Regions from separate parts of the Mus musculus genome. Here regions 2 and 3 are each linked to region 1. The links are chromatin contacts, called in public HiCAR-type and promoter capture Hi-C maps. All regions are on one chromosome and are shown on one strand. Each heading gives the region's core, a stretch centred on a gene start, on an enhancer-like site or on the middle of the called end of the contact. The rest is flanking DNA. Distances are from core to core; before and after follow the strand shown.

Evidence for each region. Promoter capture Hi-C pulls out the DNA fragments that hold promoters and counts their contacts. HiCAR-type assays count read pairs that join an accessible place to other places.
Region 2: a HiCAR-type map of astrocytes shows a contact between it and region 1, with 2.2 times the contacts expected there. The contact joins the promoter of Lgmn here to the promoter of Glrx5 in region 1. A contact is called at or near these places in 1 of 39 promoter capture datasets (liver) and 1 of 115 datasets of contacts at active chromatin or transcription factors (astrocytes).
Region 3: a promoter capture Hi-C map of pre-B cells shows a contact between it and region 1, with 4 times the contacts expected there. The contact joins the promoter of Btbd7 here to the promoter of Glrx5 in region 1. A contact is called at or near these places in 1 of 39 promoter capture datasets (pre-B cells), 1 of 484 Hi-C or Micro-C datasets (CD4 T cells), 1 of 115 datasets of contacts at active chromatin or transcription factors (embryonic forebrain) and 1 of 9 other capture datasets (liver).

Annotation. Positions count from the first base shown.
Region 1 is chr12:105,031,011-105,034,469 of GRCm38.p6, reverse strand. It overlaps Glrx5 (glutaredoxin 5), which reads right to left and starts at 1,852. Exons shown (of 2, transcript NM_028419.3): 1 at 1,488-1,852. The coding sequence starts at 1,770. It overlaps Snhg10 (small nucleolar RNA host gene 10), which reads left to right and starts at 2,191. Exons shown (of 2, transcript NR_003145.3): 1 at 2,191-2,510. It overlaps Gm46374 (a long non-coding RNA gene), which reads left to right. Exons shown (of 3, transcript XR_003950254.1): 2 at 369-611; 3 at 778-1,492. It overlaps Mir3069 (microRNA 3069), which reads left to right and starts at 3,329; the gene lies at 3,329-3,393. It also overlaps Scarna13.
Region 2 is chr12:102,438,108-102,441,566 of GRCm38.p6, reverse strand. Lgmn (legumain) reads left to right here and starts at 1,839. Exons shown (of 14, transcript NM_011175.4): 1 at 1,839-1,936.
Region 3 is chr12:102,876,493-102,879,951 of GRCm38.p6, reverse strand. Btbd7 (BTB (POZ) domain containing 7) reads left to right here and starts at 1,510. Exons shown (of 11, transcript NM_001377026.1): 1 at 1,510-1,736.

The sequences.
Region 1 (3,459 bases), core at 603-3,102:
CCTGGCTTGCCATCATTCCTGTTAGCACTCATTACCTCGCCTCCCTTTCTCTGCTTTACCGCCCATCAACACTATCACAGGGAACAAGTGTGGGGTTAGCCACTTAACAACATGGAGGAAAAGTGCTTTGGAAGCCATCAGATTCAATAATAAAGTTGCTGCCACGTGGTGGGTGCCTTCTGTGCCAGAGAGGATGACATTATTATATACAGTAGAGAAGGGGGTGGGGGGTTCCCACAATGCAGTGCAGCCTGACTTTGAACTGGTGGTCCCCCTGCCTCCGCCTGAAGAGAGCTGGGTTATGGAAGTGAGTTACTATACCCGGCTGTAATTCTTATTTTCTCTCGTTTCCTCGTGGACTCTGCCAGGTTCGGTGTCATAATCTTCATTATACTGAGAAGGCAGTATAATGAAGTAGTATTACAGTAGGCTGTGCTGCAGACCCACCACAGATGATTCCAAGCCAAACCTGCTCTCCACGGCCCCAGCCTCATCAAGAAGAATGACCATACGACGAACAACTATAATCAGTAATTGCAAATGTTGCATACTCCATTCTAACACAGACAAGTCTCCTCTCAGCACAGTGACCAACCCAGAGCACTAAATCAGTAAGATGGGGGGGGGGGGGCTACTTGAATACAGGGTTCCCCGGATTCCACTGAAGGAGGAGCAGGGTGCGGGGAGGGGGCAGCTTTCCCATTACCCGGCCCACCTTGACCGATTCTTGCCAAGAATCAGAACCAAATCCCTGGCCTTTCTCTTCCTCGCTCACAGCAAGCACAAGACGGAGAGAAAGGCGCCTGCCTGGTACTGTGTATAAAGGATTCCAACTAGACGTCAGGACGCAGTCGCTTTGCCTTGGGGCCAGTAAAAAGCTGTTCTGCTCTCTGCCCTTTGGGCCCAACCTGGCCGCAGTTTGCTAATCTGGTCGGGGGTCAGAAGTTTTCTTAGTGGCTTCCTCTTTCCGCTGAGCCTCTACCATGTCTTAGTCTCCACACACTGTTCTTTGATGCTACAGTATCTAAAAAACAAACTTCGTGTCTTTCCCAACGTGAGTCCGGCTAGACTATGGTGAAACCTTCTCTCCAGCAAGAAGACAGTCCCTGACCCTCGGGGCCTTAAACATTATTAGTCAGCCTCTGACCTCGTTAGGCACACACAGGCAAGCCTGAAACCTCTTCCCTACATACGTAGTAGCATCAGTCCCTCACCTAGCAAGTACGCTGCTGGCTTCCAAGCCCTCAAATTGTCCCCAAGGGTATTCGCAGTGAGTCCCCCTCTCAGCCAGCCACTCCCCAGTCGACCTGCTCAGAGGGGATCATGATGCCGACTACCCCCTCTCCTATGCAGTCAGAAACATCTCGCCCCGAGGTGGGCCGAGGCGAACCCTCCGCCCATGTGGCTACACAACCAGGGAAGGCCCTTGCTCCTCGGGATCTGCTCAAGTTCACCGCGCCCTCGCAATCGGATCCCACGGGCCTGACCTTGCCTCAGCTCCGGGTCGTCCAGCACGTTGTAGGCCGCATAGTCGCGAACACCGTGCAGCCGCAGAATCTGCACCACGGCGTTGCTGAAGCCGCACTGGGGCTGCTCGGGCGTCCCCTTGAGGAACACCACCACCTTGTCCTTCTTCACCAGCGCGTCCAGCTGCTCCGCCTGGCCGCCCGAGCTCGCCGCCCGCACGCCGGCTCCGGGCAGGCCACCGCCACCAGCGCTTCGCCCCCAGCGCAGCAGAGCCGCCGCCGCCCGGCTCAGGGACGCGCTCATGCCCGCTCGCTGTCCACCGCCTCTGCGGCCACTCCAGGGCTTACAGAGCCCGTGGTGTCCGGCCGGCCCACCAGAGGCTCTCATTGGACAAGCTCTGGGATGAGTCTCGTGATTGGACAATACTGGCTCAATTCCACCAATCACATCGCTTACACCGTAGGGTGGGCCTTCCCTGGGAGCCGCGTCCTACAGGCTTGCTAGTGAGCGAGGACGACCGCTTTGCGTGTTGATTGGACAAATCGGACGTCCGTCGGTGAAGGGCATGAAGAGGCGTGACTAGAGGAAGCCGGCTTTCCTCGTGCGGGCGTTCGAGGCCTGGCCGGATACGCCAAGATGATAGGGCAGGCGCGAGGCGGGGCTTCTGCCGCCCGCGGCACGCCGGGAAGGAGTCACGTCCAGACGCAGCTTCCGGTTCCTTTTGCGGTGATTGCTACGGTAACGCGGCCGGTAGTCCTGCGATGGCGTGCACCAGAGAGGAGGTGGCCTTCCATGCCTCACCGGCTGAGGCCAGCCGCGAACCTGGCGTGTCCTGGTCTGCCCGGGGCTCCAGCCTCCGACCCGCCATGCACATGGACATCCAAGCCGTGTCCTGCGGCCTCCCGTGGGATTCTTCCTCCAGAATGAGGTTTTTTTTTTTTTTAGCATAAAACTATAAGTATTGTGTATGTATGATCTGCGTGCATGCATCTTCAGAAGACGACTTTTATAAAGGGTCCGGGGATGGAACTCTAGCTTGCAGGGTAAGTCCCTTGGCACGCTGAGCCCTCTCCCTGGCCTCTAGAATGATGCTCTTCTCGTAGAAACGTGTAAAGTGCTCTAGCCGTGGGACGGCTGGCTTTGGGGTCTCGGTGACTACTGGGGTCGGGAAGGATTGAAAGAACAAGGGAATTGGTGGGTTGCCGGGCCCTGTGGCCATTGTCTGCAACGTTGCCTTGCCTCTTAAGAGGCTGAGGCAGGAGGATCAGTTGAACTCAGGAGTTCTAAATAAGCCCGAGTCAGCCCGGGCCGTACAGCAGGACCCTTTTTAAGAGGGAAAACGGAGGGTGAGGATGTAGCTCAGTAGGAAGTCGTTTTCCTAGTGTAAGCGACGTCCAGAGTTCCACCCCGTCACATGCACACAGACAGTAATAAAAGAGAGTATTCTCTTAGTGAATTCCGGTGTAGATGATGATGGCCCCAGGGTAGAGTGCTTGCTTGCACATCTGCTGGGGATGGTGCAGAAGAGTGGGCAGGCGCGTCGTTTTTTTACATGGACTTCCCCCTAGAACAGAGCCCCGGGTGTGGTCAGTTCTCCCGCCGGTAGTACGCAGATCCAGATCCTGGCCAGCAGGCCTCCGCAGCCCACTATCTAATCTGCAGTCTTGGCCCTGCGCTGGGTTAGCGGTACCCTAGAGCACACCAGACTTGCAGAGAAAGCAGACAACAGAGGAAGCTGAGGCATGCCTGCTCGAGAGGCAGCAGGCCCATGTGCAATTTTCCTCTGATAGGGCCTGGGTACTGTTGCCACGGTGATAATGGCTGTGCCGTGTCATTGTCGATCCACCAACAGTCAGAGAAGCTTGGCAGTCAAGATATTGTTTAGCAGACGGAGCGGTTTCTGTTGGACACTAAGTACTGCCACAAAACCTCGAGCGACTAAGCGTGTTGCCGGAGGTGGTCTGTTTGCACCCGGGGAGTGAATGTAAAAAA
Region 2 (3,459 bases), core at 590-3,089, 2.6 Mb after region 1:
AGTTCAAGGCCAGCCTAGTCCACAGAGAAAGTTCCAGAACATCCAGGCCTACGCAGAGAAACCCTGTCCCAGAAAAGAAAAGAATTCTCAAGTTACACCCACTGCCCAAGGGACCATTGAACCTTATATTTATGGGGCACTTAGCTGCTGCCAGGTATGAGGAAACCGAGAAGATGAGCTAGTTCCGGGCAAGACGCTTGTAGTGGGTGTGGGGTTGAAATCTGAATCCAGATAACTTGAAAGCAGAGCTCAACTGTGCTCCCAGGCCTGGACTCAGACCTCTCTGGCATCGCCTTGCAGGTCTCCTGGGCTCCCCGGCTATCACCTTGGCAACCCCCAGCATCTTCTACTAGGTATCCACTTACAGTGCCTTCTCTTCTGGTCCACTCAACTCAACTATTGCTGAGGGAGGGAAAAGGTTTTCCCAGGTCCTTTGTCTGAACACATCAGGCCACAGGCCAGGATGTCCCTTTCATTATTAAGGCCTAACCGTCAAAGTTTACCTTTTATTTTGGGTGAGATAGGAAGTGGCTAAGGACACATTTCTAATGCCCAAGGGGAAGAAATAAAATCCTATTTATCTCAATACTTGGCTATGTGTGGCACTTAAAGGGGCCTGGTAAATATGTTCAGTGAGTCCATGAATGTGCTTCAAATACTCACGGTGGAAGACCGGAAGGCATGTTTCATCATAGGGTTTTGACTTGAAGCCCAAGGTCACCTCCAAGCTGTGATCCTAGGCCATGTGGCCGTATGCTAAGGTCAGTGACAGCAAATGTTTTCTTCCAAGTGTCCGTTGTTATCTTCATTTTGCTGCCCTTACAGTCTCTCACAATGATTCAACTCTCCTTGTCTGCAAACATGGCCAGAGATAATACTAAGCTGGCAGATGCGGCTATGATCTTATTAACCGAGATAGGGAGCAGACCTGCTGTGGGTTGCCAGGCCTAAGACTTGGGGGGAGGAGGGGGAAAGATTCAGGGACGGGGGGTGGGGTGGGGAATGGCTCAAAGTGTAACAAACTTGTGTGACCATTAGGGAGAAAGACACAGCTGATCTCCTGGATTCACTGGCCAGCAGTCTAGCTTGACCAGTAAGCCCCAGGCCAAATGAGTTGGCCCTGTTTTGGGTCCTGGTATACTCGGGCAAGACTACATGAACTCTGTCACAACTCCATCCAACTCATTCACTGAGCACCAGCTTCTGGAACTTGCATATAGAGTATTTTACTTCCTCTCCAGCTCACTGTGACACCGAACACTTGGGACGTGACAGGGAATTAGGATTTTAGCATTCAGGAACCAGACTACTAAGGTTAGCTTCCGCCACTGAAAGTGTCTTGGGAGCCTGAAAAAAATTAAGCTCCTTGATTTTGTCAGATGTCTTGTCTGTAGAGCTGGGGTGGCCATACATTTCTGGAGGTTGGGGGTGGGGTGGGTGTTGTGATCATAGGCCAAGGCAGACCAAAAAAAACCCCAAAACAACAGTCCTTTGTTGTGGGTGGACTACGGGGTAGCATCCGTAGGTCCAGTGCGCTGACAAGGCTGGAGACCAGTTAGTTCGCGCGACTTCTCACTCACTGTCCGTAGAGTCCCCAGACACCTAGGTGCTCATGCCTAGCTCATTGAGAAGACGCAGCCCCAACCTCTGACCACAGGGCCCTAAAGCTCCGCCCACAGGGTCCGAAGCCCCGCCCACGCACACTGGGATTCGTAGTCTTTCTGGCTTGCCGGCCTCAGTCTCAGCTTCTATTGGTTTCCTTATACGCCACACTCCGAGGCTGCACAAATCAGGCTGCGCAGGTAGCCCGGGCTCAGCGATCTGTGTTGCCGCAGCTCAATCACAGCGGGGCGGACTCTAGAGGTGGCTGCTCTGAGTCTGCGCGACGCCCGGAATTCCCACGGTTCTGCAGTCACCGCGGCGATCACCCGCCCAGGTAATCGGGGACCCCGGGGAGGACCCGCGCCCCATGAGAGGTGACTTAGCGGTTTTTGGCTAGGCTTTCCATCCCTCGACCCTTTCTGAGTAATATTTCCCTTCTGAAAGCTCCTAGCCGGAGACTTGTTTGTGTCGCGAGTGTGCTTTGCTGGAACGGCGGGTTGCCCTGGAGGGCGAAACTGAGGCAGGAGGAGGAGTCGGTTTACTAAGGTTTCACAGCCAGGCAGCTCTTGGCAGAGTCCCGGGTTTGTTGTTGATGTTTTTAACTTGAATCAGTACACCAGTAGACAGGGGCGATTCCCGATCTGAACAAAAACACCCCGACAGGAATACCCCAAATATTCCTGGCGAGAGCTAGTGGGTTTCAGGGAGGCTCACATGCTCCTTGATAGTGAAAGCTAGCCTTTGTGGTCCCTGGCCCCATAGGGTTAGGATTATTTTGTGTTAAGTACAGTAGACCCTAAGGGCTGGAGGATGGAATGTCTGTCACGTGGTCCATTTTATAGATGAAAATGAGTGGTCAGGATTTGAAACTCGCCCTGTGGTCTACAGCTGTATGCCCTATGGAATATTCTTTACTCTGGGTCTGCAAACCAAATATTTATTGGGCTGGAGTAAGTAAGGTAAGCTTTTCTTTGCTTTGAGACAGCCTCCTCAAACTCAACATGTAGCCATGAGGTTGGTTTTTGAATTCAGCGACCCTCCTGCCTCAGCTTTCTGAAGGCCAGAATTACAGGGTTGGGGCACCATGCTGTGTTCTTTGCAAAGATTTTTGAGACGAATTTATTTTGTTGGGGGTAGAGATAGTCCTTTGTGTACAGAGACAACACCCAAACCTCATTTGGGAGGAACTAGGACTTGGTGTGGAGGGGAGAGGGGTGAAGTTGGAGCCATGGAGATAGGGAGTGGCTAGTGGGTCGGAGGAGGGGTGTGCATTACCTGGAGAACAGCAAGGTGAAGTTGTGAACAGCGTTTTTTGGACCTGGGATTGTGGAGCCTGTTTGGATTAAGGGATTACATGTGTGGAGTGAATTGATGCAGGAGGATGTCACGTGTATCTCAAATGCCCTTTAGTGGGGTGGGGAATTTAGGTGTTGTCCTGAATACCCAGTGAGCTGCTTTTAGTGTAGATTTCTCTTTACCTTATCGGGTTTGTAGGGTAGAAAGTGTTAGAGGAGGTCACACTGAAGACCAGAAGGGCACCACAGTCACCCCCAGGGGAGTTAGAGCAGTGGTAGGAAGAGAGAGACTACACCATGCCCAAGACACTGTTTATTGATGGGGACACATTCTTGGACATATGTGTCAGTAGGCGATGTTGCTATGTGTATGCTGTGTGTGTGGGGCTTTCACAGGAACCTGGATGGTGTAGGGCACTCACTGTGGGGCTGCTAGGTACGATCAGAGATGGTACAGTGTGCAGGAGAAGAGCGAGGCTGCGGCCTGCAGAGCGTTTTCTATTTATAGTAACTGGGAGGACTCTCTGGAGCCACACACAAACCAGTGGAGGGTCATGTCCTG
Region 3 (3,459 bases), core at 261-2,760, 2.2 Mb after region 1:
ACCTCAAAAGCAAATTTCAAATCCATCTCCCAGAGAAGTGGAAAAGGGTACATTTATTGGACCAAGTTCCACAAGCTCTAACTTGACTATCATGACCCATATATCAGCAATGTTGCACACAGTCAACTGAACGAAGTCGGTCATCAAGCAAAGTGGATTGATGGGCCTGATGATACACACCCTTGTAATCCCAGTGCTTTAGGTGGAACTAGGAACAGTTCAAGGTCAATTTCAGCAAGCCAAAGTTTAGCCTAGGCTACATATGGGTCTCAATACAAATACTTTTCCCCTCCCATACCCCAATCCATTGAGAAAGTAAATAAGTGTTAAGGGCTGGTTAAATCTTTAATTGATTAGGTTAAATCGAGTTAATTTATTGAGGAACTAAGGACAGGAGCTTTTTATTCAGAAGTCCTTTTTAAAATGACCATAAAGAGGCCCAAAACATGGAACAGTGATTTAAAGCACCTGTTGCTTTTGCAGAGGGCCTGGGCTCGATTCCCAGCACCCACATGGTGACTATACCACCATCTGTGACTCTAGTTCAGGGGATCTGTGGGCACCCATGTGGCGCACATACATTCAGGCAAAACATTCATACACATAAAAAATTAATCTAACACTATCAAAAAAAGAAATGTAACAGGAAAGACTAGGGAAAGACGGAAAACGCAAATTCCTGAAGGACACTGCCTGGATTCTTGGCTTGGCTTGCCCGCTTCCCTAGCTGTAAAACAGTGATAATAACGCGGGTCCCAGCTACCTCAAAGGGCAGTTTTGGCATCCAGACAGAAACCATGTATTTAACTGTGTTTTGAAAACTGTAGGGCACTCCATAAATGTAAGCCGTTTTTGTTACTGCCTCGCTGTAATTATGGCAAAATCACAAACAAGGGCTGTTTATGGAAGAGATCTGGCTCTCCCATGGGGGGCACTGTGAATTCCATCAGCCTAGTTCTTTGTTACTGAAACTTTTCAGTATCTTTTTTTTCTCAAATACTAGGTAACTAGCAAAGTACTACATATAAAAGTACCAAGAAGACAAAATAGTTTTAGAAATTCTTAACAAAAAAGAAGCCACAGAAACGCAAAGTCGGCCAGGAAGGAATTTTCCTCCGGATCGCAGTTCTTTTTGAGGCAAGCATTTTATGCCAACACCCGGTGGGTGGCGGCTGCCCAGAGGAAACGAAACAGTGGAACTGGCCTTCCCCTGCATAGCGATGATTATTCCATTTAGATACAAAGAATAACAAGCTACAATTCCCGGAGCTGTGCAGGATGCTGCAACAAGTACCCCGCGCCCCTTCGCACCTCCCTCGGGCAGGCAGAGCCAGAAGAATGCGCGCGCACTCGCCTCTTGGCCTGAGCCCCTGGGAACGCGCCTCCCTAGCCTGCCCCTCCTCCCCAAGCCGGCGCGCCGACGTCGGGTCACGTGACGTGGGCGAGCCGACAGCGGGGGCGGGCGGGGCCGTCCGGCTCCGCAGAGCGGCGCAGGCGCGCCAGGGCCGCGCGAGGCGAGCCCCTCCTGCTCCCTGTCGGAGTCAAAATGGCGACGGGGGGAACCTGGAGTGGTCCCGGAGCCTAAGCCACTGACAGGAGAGGGGAGGGCGGCGGCGGCGGCTGGAGGAGAATGGCCGCGGGGGCTGGCGCCAGTGCGGACGACGGCGCTGGGGGCGGCGGCGGCGGAGGCGACGGCAGCGGTCCCAGCAGCAGTCGCGGCGGGAGGAGCCTCCGAGGTGAGTGTCCCTCGGTGTCCGAGGCTTGAGGAGCCGTCTCGCCGGCCCCGCGCGGCCCGGGACGTCCGGCTGCCGGCAGGGGCGGTGGTTGGGCGTGGTGGCGCCTCGGCCGAGGCCCGGACGCCGCGGGGTTGCCGAGGCGCTGGCCAGCTCGGCCGTCTAGGGCCCAGCGCGCCGGCGGCGGCGCGGGACGGGGGCCTCCCGGTCCCCGCGCCCTGAGGGGCGGGCCGGACAGCGCGCCGCCGAGCGGGCCGTGACCGAGGCGCGGCGCTCAGGGCCGGAGGGCGCGCGGCTCCCCCACCCCCGCCCGGGTGGCCGCCGGGACGAGCCCCTAGCGCCGGGCTGCGAGGGGCGGGACCCGCCGCACCCTGCGCTCGGGAACCCACACCCGGCGCGGACTCCTGTTTACGGGCTGCGGGGTGGGCGTGAGGCCGCTGGGGAGGGCCGGAGCTTGGGGGGGAGGGGGGAGCAGGCCTGGGGAGGACCACTCCCCGCGGGCGAAGTGAAAGCGTCCCGGAGTGAGTGCTCTGGGAGGACCGAGACTGGCGTTGAGCTTTGACAGGTAGGTGGGGGAGACAATACGGAGCGGAGCTTCGGCTGGAGCCGCGGAGGCTAAGCTAGCTTAGCTCCCGGGAGGACTTGGCGAAAGGCGTGCCTACCTTCCCTCCTGCTCTGCTGTTTCTCCCTTCCACGCACTCACACTCTCGCTCTCGCTCACACTCCAGGGTGAGAACTTTCTCGCCGTCTTCGGAGAAACTCCGAGGAGTGTTGTATCCGCTTTGAACCACCACAGCGCCTCTCCCATACCAGCACACATAATAAGTACTCTGGAGTAGGCCGAATTTGCAGAGCAGTCTCGGTTCTCTGGCCCAGGGCACTGGCCCCTCGGCTCAAGCTTCTTACAGTGACGGAGCAAGGAAGAAGCGTTTTTTGCAGATAAATTAGCTTTTCCAGCAGACGTTATCTTTTGTCTCTGCGTAGCGTCTATGGCTCACCCATTACTCACATTGTCTTCTTTGTAAGTCTGGAAGAAAGACTTGAAGTTATATGAACCGTACATTCTTCATAGCAGCTGTGATTCGACTGGTCTTGGAATTTTGGAGTCAGGAACACCTTTAGAGATTGGGCGTGTTCTAAAGTGGGGGAATTGGACGCGGAAAGGTGCGATTCTGTGGGTCATGTAGCTGGGGAGGGGTGAGACCTAAACTAGGATCTCGGCTTCTGCAGGTGAGGAAGAGCTCTTTTCACTCCACTCCAGCACTACTGTTTGTGGGTAGCTTTCACCACCGCTGCTCAGCTCAATCCCTAGGCCGTTGCACAGTAAAGTTGAACACAGAAACGAGTATCTCTCTGTGACCCTCGCAGCTACCTCAAAATAGCTGCTAAAGAGGCCAGCCCACCCAACACCATATTTAATAAAATTTAGTAACATTTCACTTGAAGTTTTCTTAGGTCCATAACTATATTTTCATCAAATTATAGCCTGGCTCATTCTTGCGTGGGTTCGTTCTTTCTGTAGTTCTGTAAAACCTAACTCCTATTAGTGTTCTCTGTCCCAACATGATTAAGATTAGCGTCTCAAGTTCTTTGTATCTGGCTCTAACCTTAAGATTTAAAACATTGCTTTTCCAGGTTATGCTGCCTAGTCCCCTTCTCTCCTTTATTTGGGCTTCAGAATTTTGTATATAATGTGTCACAGGTCAACTTTCAGAAATATGATAGA